2 separate regions of the Sus scrofa genome follow, and region 1 is linked to region 2. The links are chromatin contacts, called in public Hi-C maps. All regions are on one chromosome and are shown on one strand. The core of a region is the stretch at or near the end of the contact, and the rest is flanking DNA. Distances in the headings are between cores, read along the strand shown. Region 1 overlaps TMEM181 (transmembrane protein 181). Region 2 holds the start of DYNLT1 (dynein light chain Tctex-type 1).

Region 1 (2,910 bases), core at 292-2,791, 43 kb after region 2:
ACTCGACTCCACTTTCCTGGAGCAAAGGAAGGAGGCACACGTAAGGACATCACTTAGGACCGGTCTCTCGGATCAGCCAGCACGTCCTGATGGCCCAGGCGGGTCCCGGAGCACAACAGGCGCCTCCCACCGCAGGTACATGGTCAGGGCTGCCGGGGCTCCAGGCCGAGTGCAGACTCTGGCTGCTGTCACCCTCCGCGATGGGCCGTTGCGGGGTGAGGGCGAGTGGGTGCGGCTGGGCTGGGCTGGGCTGGGCTGCACGGGCTGCACGCGGCCACTGTGAGTGACGCGACGGCCAGGACCGCTCCTCACCTCTGATCCCGACGAACACGGTCAGGCCGAAACAGACGAAGAAGACGACGAACACGAGGACAAAGTGGCGCTTGGAGAGCGTGTACAGCCGCATGGGCGCCAGCCTGTGGGGAGAAGCCAGGGTGAGGGGGGCAGGGAGCCCCGACAGTGACAGTACCACGCAGGCCGCATCGGGCCTCCCCCGCCGTGAGCCCGCATCTCAGAGGGGGACCTAGTGTCAAACCAGGTGAGTCGCCTGACAAAACCATCTAAACAACCTCAGTGACTACGGCCGGGGTGGGTGCCATTCCGGTATGTTCTGGTCCACCAGCAGGCGCCAGGCGAACCCCACTCCTTGTGGCAGAATGTGCTGCGGCTTCAATGCCCACCTGCAGCACATGGCACCAGGTCGCAGAAGTGGGGGCTGAGCCCCTCTATCCCCCACCTTCAGCAGCCAGAGCAGAGACCAAGCGCCAGCAGGCCGCCAGCTTCTCAGGCACAGACACGTAGCTCGCACTGCTGGCGGCCACCGTCGAGCCCGGCTGGGGGCTCCAGGCACCACCAGGGGCACATGTTCTGTCTGATCTCCCCGCCAGCCCCCAGCTCTGTGGCTCCTGCTGAGGGCACCCCACACCTTGAGAGCCCTCATGTCCGTCACCCATCCTGGTAAAGCTCAGCCTGGCCTTCACTGTGGGGTCTGCTTTTGATGCCACTGAGCAAGCCGCCCAGTTTTCTGTGACTTACACCAACCTGAAAGCAGTTCAGAGGATCTGTCTACACCCACCTCACCAGCTCACTTTCTGCTTTGGTCAGAAGGAAAGGGTGCTGGGGTAGGTGTCACTGCTTTTAGAATTCCCTGCATCGGGGCCCGGCAAACAAGGAGACACCTGTGACAGGCCAGATAAAGGCTTGAGGTGTGGCAGGCCACCGGGCTCGGGCTCCCGTCCTCGATGCTGCCCTGCAGGCGGCCCCAGAGAGGCGGTACCGCAGGCACAGGACCGAGCTCCACTTCCACTGATACACAGGGAGGCGGCCGCCCCGATACCCACGACCCCAGAGCGACGAGAGCCAGTGAGCCTTTCTCGGCCTCGCCTCTTACGTGCTCTTCACTGCCCAGCGCTTCCTGGTCTGGTCGGGAGCCAGCCTGAGCCGGCAGGAAGGAATTTCTCGAGCCTCCAGGCAGGCGACAGCACACCCGGGAGGAGGAGAACCAGGCTCTGAACCGGAAAGGGAGGGACAGGCTGGCTGCTCCTGCGTGTGGAGCTCAGGCCAGGTGCACGCACACCCGCCCCCTTACACAGGGCCAGTCCCGGCAGGACACCAGCTGGGCGGCATCTCGGGGCAAAGGTGGCCCTAAGTCGCTCTGACGTGGCTTTGCTGACACCGAGTCAGTGCTCTCCTGCAGGACCTGCCAGGCCGAGGCGAGCAAACGTTCAGATCTGCGCCCCCGTGTTTCACGGGGGGACGGGACCAGCGCAGAAATAAATACAGGAATGAGGGGCCTCATCTCCTCCAGGACTCAGGTCCGAAGGCTGAACCACTAACGACCCTGCTGTGTTGGGGTATCCCACTCAGATGCTGGATCCAATAAGATCATAAAAGGCCTGAGAGCCTTAACACATTAGAGCCGGAGACCACCTCAGGGAGGAAGGCCAACCCCGTGGACGTGCACATGGGGACACCGAGGCCTAGAGATGGCAGGACCCTCACCCTTGAGGCCACCGCCGCCTTGAGGGGAGGCTCTGGGAAGCAGGACGGAGGCAAGGGGCCCCCCTCTCAAAGGGCCCTGCAGAAGCCCATGGGGTATGGGGCTGGCAGGAAGTCTCCTGTGTCACTTCGCTGCCACCCCAGGTGAGACGCCCCGGCAGCCCTTGCAGAGGGAAGACTCCCTGCGGCTGTGAGGGCATCTTCTGAGTAACAGCACACGGAGCTCAGAGGACAGATGAGGGGACATCGGACATGACAGCACTGCCCGATGCCGCCCTTAGCGCTGACAAGCGTGCTGTGCTTCTGGATGCCAACACGAAGGGAAGCCCCCTGGAGCGTGTGCAGAAACGCTCTGCACTGCCTTTGCCACTCTCCTGTAAACCTAAATTTGTTCTAAAAAATTACACATAGTCGCTCACAGCAGCCCCCCCCGCTGCTGCAGACAGGGCGACTCTGGGGTTCCGAGGAGTCCGGGGGCTGGAGGCGAAAGAATAGCACAGGTGACTCCGGAGCAGCAAAAACCAGAATAAGAACAGTTATATTTAAGAGGTGATTTTTAAAACACATTATCAATGATTTACTGCAAAAGCACAGTTACTCAGCAGGAGAGAAGGAAGGCTGAAAACAAGGATTCAGAGAGGAGATGATAGCTTGAGATCCAACTCCTGCAGCACGCAAACCACCCGGGCAGTTCCCAATTCTCTTCTCAGGACTCAATAAAGACTGTCCCCCCTGCCTTAGAACTTCCACTTAAATCCAATTCATTAGAAATACTCCTCGGGCGGCAACCAGGCCTCACCCACCTGGACGGAAAGATGACAGAGAGGAGGTAAAATAAGGCCCCTGCTCGAGAAAAGGCCACCACACAACCAGCTCGCTGCCCAGGCTTGCTGGGGACAGGCCTCCTCACTC
Region 2 (2,989 bases), core at 192-2,691:
TCAGGGCAGGGCCCTCTCGTGCCTTTCACTCTCTGCCCTCCTCTGTGCCCCCCTTTCCCACAAGGAGGCAGGCGACTGCACCTCCCTCTACTCAGTTCTCTGCAACTGGGTATAAAGCGGAACTAATGTGTGGGGAGATGAGTCACTCAATACATTTTTTTTTTTGTCTTTTGTCTTTTGAGGGCCGCACCCACAGCATATGGTGGTTCCCAGGCCAGGGGTCCAGTCAGAGCTACAGCGGCCAGCCTAAGCCACAGCCCCAGCATTGCCAGATCTGAGCCGTGTCTGCGACCAACACCACAGCTCATAGCAACACCAGATCCCTAATCCACTGAGCAAGGCCACAGATCAAACCCGCAACCTCATGGTTCCTAGTTGGATTTGTTTCCGCTGTGCCACAATGGGAACTCCTTCAACACATTTTAAATTAAAATATTTACCATGTACAGTGAAAGGGGCAGGGGATACATTGGTGAATAAAATGGATTTTGCCAGCATGGAACTTAGATTCTAGAAGTGGAAACAAGGGCTGCAGATGTGACTGAACGTGGGCTCTACCGCTTCATTCTACCCAGACTCAGGGTGCTGTGGTCAGCCCTTCCTAGGAGGAGGAAGTGGGTTTTAACTCCTGGGATTTGGTGAGGTAAGAAGTGACATTTGACTTCGAAGGCGTGGTTAAAAGAAAACAACAGAGAAAGTAGCCCCAAAGTCAAAGGTCTGAGCCTCACTCACATGCAAGCAGGTGCATAGACCCAGCTATTCCTGGAGAGAATCCAGAGCCCAGAGCAATTACTAATTTTTATAACGACCCTATACAAGTTAAGTGTACGTCTAGGTCATGCTGCTTAAGGCAATCACAAAGTATGCAGCATTTTACATTTTCCAACCAAAAGGCCTTTTTTTTTTTTTTTAATGGTGCTTGAAGAAAAAAAAAAAAAGAATCTCATTTATATGAAAAACTTACCTCCCCCAAAGGAAGGTTTCGTTTAGAACTAAAGTTCCTGATCCTGGATCCCCAAGGGGACTGCAAACACTATCTCAGACTTCCCATCATGTTGAGAAATCACTTTGCAGTCTGTACTAGGTGTCCAAACCCGCTTGAACGTTCAAATTAACCCACCCAGTACAAACTGGAGGGAGGGGCCGGGAAGACTCTCCCCCTCCCGGACTGGCTTGTCCGTTTGTTTTGTTTCAGTTGCAGCGGCCCAGGGAGCTGCCGGGACACCGGGGTGGGGCTCCCGCGGTAAACACCCCCACCCCCACCCCGGAGAACCAGAGCGGCAAGGGCTCATCCCAAATACCCGCCGGGCGGGCCAGGGCGGCACAGGCCCCAGGGTAAGGGCGGCGCCCTAGAGCGGCCTGGGCGGGGCCCTAGGGGAGGGCGGGGCCGGACGCGAGCGCGGGGCGGGGCCTGAGTGCGCCTGCGCAGTGCGCTCCACTCAGGGAGGCGGAGGCGACTCGCAGGAGGGAAGATGGAAGACTACCAGGCTACCGAGGAGGTAACGGCCGTGTCGACGGCGGGAAGGGCGGAGGCTGGGAGTTCCGGGTGCGGGTGGGCGGCGGCCGCCAGGGGCGTGTGCCGGCACCCGGGCTGTGTCGGGATGTGGGGGGCGGCCGTCCCCGGCGCCGGCTGCCTGCAGCGGTGCCCTGCGGCGCGCTTCCCGGCGAACCCCCGCCCGGCGGACTCCCGGCGTCGTTGTCCTGCCCAGGGCGGGGCTCGGGGGCGGGGCGTGAAGGCGCGCGCGCCGCGTGCGTCCCCGGGAGAGCGCGGTCCCTCGCCCCTCTGATTCCGTGTGCAGACCCCGCCCTGGGGTGGGGAAGACGGAGGCCGCTGGTGCGTCCGCTGGCTGAAATTTGCAAGACTCCGCAGTGAGCAGCATGCGCGACCCGCACGTACAGTTATATCTTCCAAGTCCGTCCAGTCGGGCAGATTTGATGCTCAGGCGGTGGGCAAAAGGCACACGTGTACCACAGGAGAACCTGCCTTTGTCTTTGGTTCTACACCTGTTCTCTGCTGGCCTCACTCCCACCCAGGCCACCATACGTACATTTCCGCTTGAGTTTGAGCTGTAGGAAGCTTCTGTTTGTGGGGAAAAAAGCCACCTCTTATTGCCCCAGTGGAGCAGCAGCATAAAGCATACAGTAATTTGCCCAGCAGAAGCCATTCATCGTAACAGTGTGTTGTTACCTGGCTTTGCTTCAAGCTTATGAGCATTCAGGGAATATTATACCAAGGGAACTGCTCTTAGAGAAGAATAAGTTGCCCGTCTTTTTGCTAAATAATTCTTGTTGAAATACAGATGAATGGAGTCCTGTGTATTATGCAGCCTGTCAGAAATAAAAAGTGTAGATAAATACGGTAAGGTTTGATATTTTTACCATTTTCGAAATTTACGCAAGAATGTTTTGAGGGGAAAAGAATATATATGTAAGGCCTAAGGACTGATCTCAGAGTTTCAATTTTTATCTAGTTTCCTACCTAGCACAGCTTTCTGTGGCAATGTCGTCAGCAGTGTTTGAATGATGGTAGCGACCAGGGGTCATTGGGAGAAACGGTGGTTCAGGAGCAGCTAGCCAAGGGAAGCTTTTCCCTGTAAGCTGTTAACTCCTATCATATTGGAAAAAGGCTTGTATGATAGGAATATTGAGTAAAACTTTAAGAAGGAAAATGGCAATGTAGAAAGAAGCCTGGTATCCTGGCATTTTGTTTCTCTGCACCTTATCCTGGCTCTCACCAGGGAGGTGGCTAAGTGACTTCATTATTCCAGATCTCAACTACGTATCTGAGAACAAAGGAGCTGAACGTGATGGGTGTTGTGCGCAGGATAAGGCCCGTGTATCCTTGTCTGCCTTCTAGAGGGCCTGCCCTCGGTATCCACACCACTCCTCCCAACAGCCTCTGCAGAGCAAACTTCATGTAGTTACCTGGAGCTCTGTAACTCTCCTCTTGGTCCATGGTTATCTGTCCTTGGAAGTTGGAACTGCCCAG

The links. Hi-C and Micro-C count contacts between places; a contact is called where the count stands out from the background.
Region 1: a Hi-C map of liver shows a contact between it and region 2, with 1.6 times the contacts expected there. The contact joins the enhancer-like site here to the promoter of DYNLT1 in region 2. A contact is called at or near these places in 1 of 5 promoter capture datasets (liver), 6 of 47 Hi-C or Micro-C datasets (alveolar macrophages, epiblast stem cells, liver and 1 more) and 1 of 2 datasets of contacts at active chromatin or transcription factors (skeletal muscle).

The regions. Positions count from the first base shown.
Region 1 is chr1:8,597,645-8,600,554 of Sscrofa11.1, forward strand. It overlaps TMEM181 (transmembrane protein 181), which reads right to left. Exons shown (of 23, transcript XM_021074745.1): 7 at 313-416. Among named protein-coding and RNA genes, the nearest start is that of DYNLT1, 43 kb to the left of the region's middle. Within about 2 kb of position 1,542, at least 27 of the 83 cell types and tissues checked have an H3K27ac peak or open chromatin away from gene starts, as enhancers often do. A contact at or near this core is called in liver, where this site is marked.
Region 2 is chr1:8,554,642-8,557,630 of Sscrofa11.1, forward strand. It overlaps DYNLT1 (dynein light chain Tctex-type 1), which reads left to right and starts at 1,442. Exons shown (of 5, transcript NM_001145385.1): 1 at 1,442-1,499. The coding sequence starts at 1,473.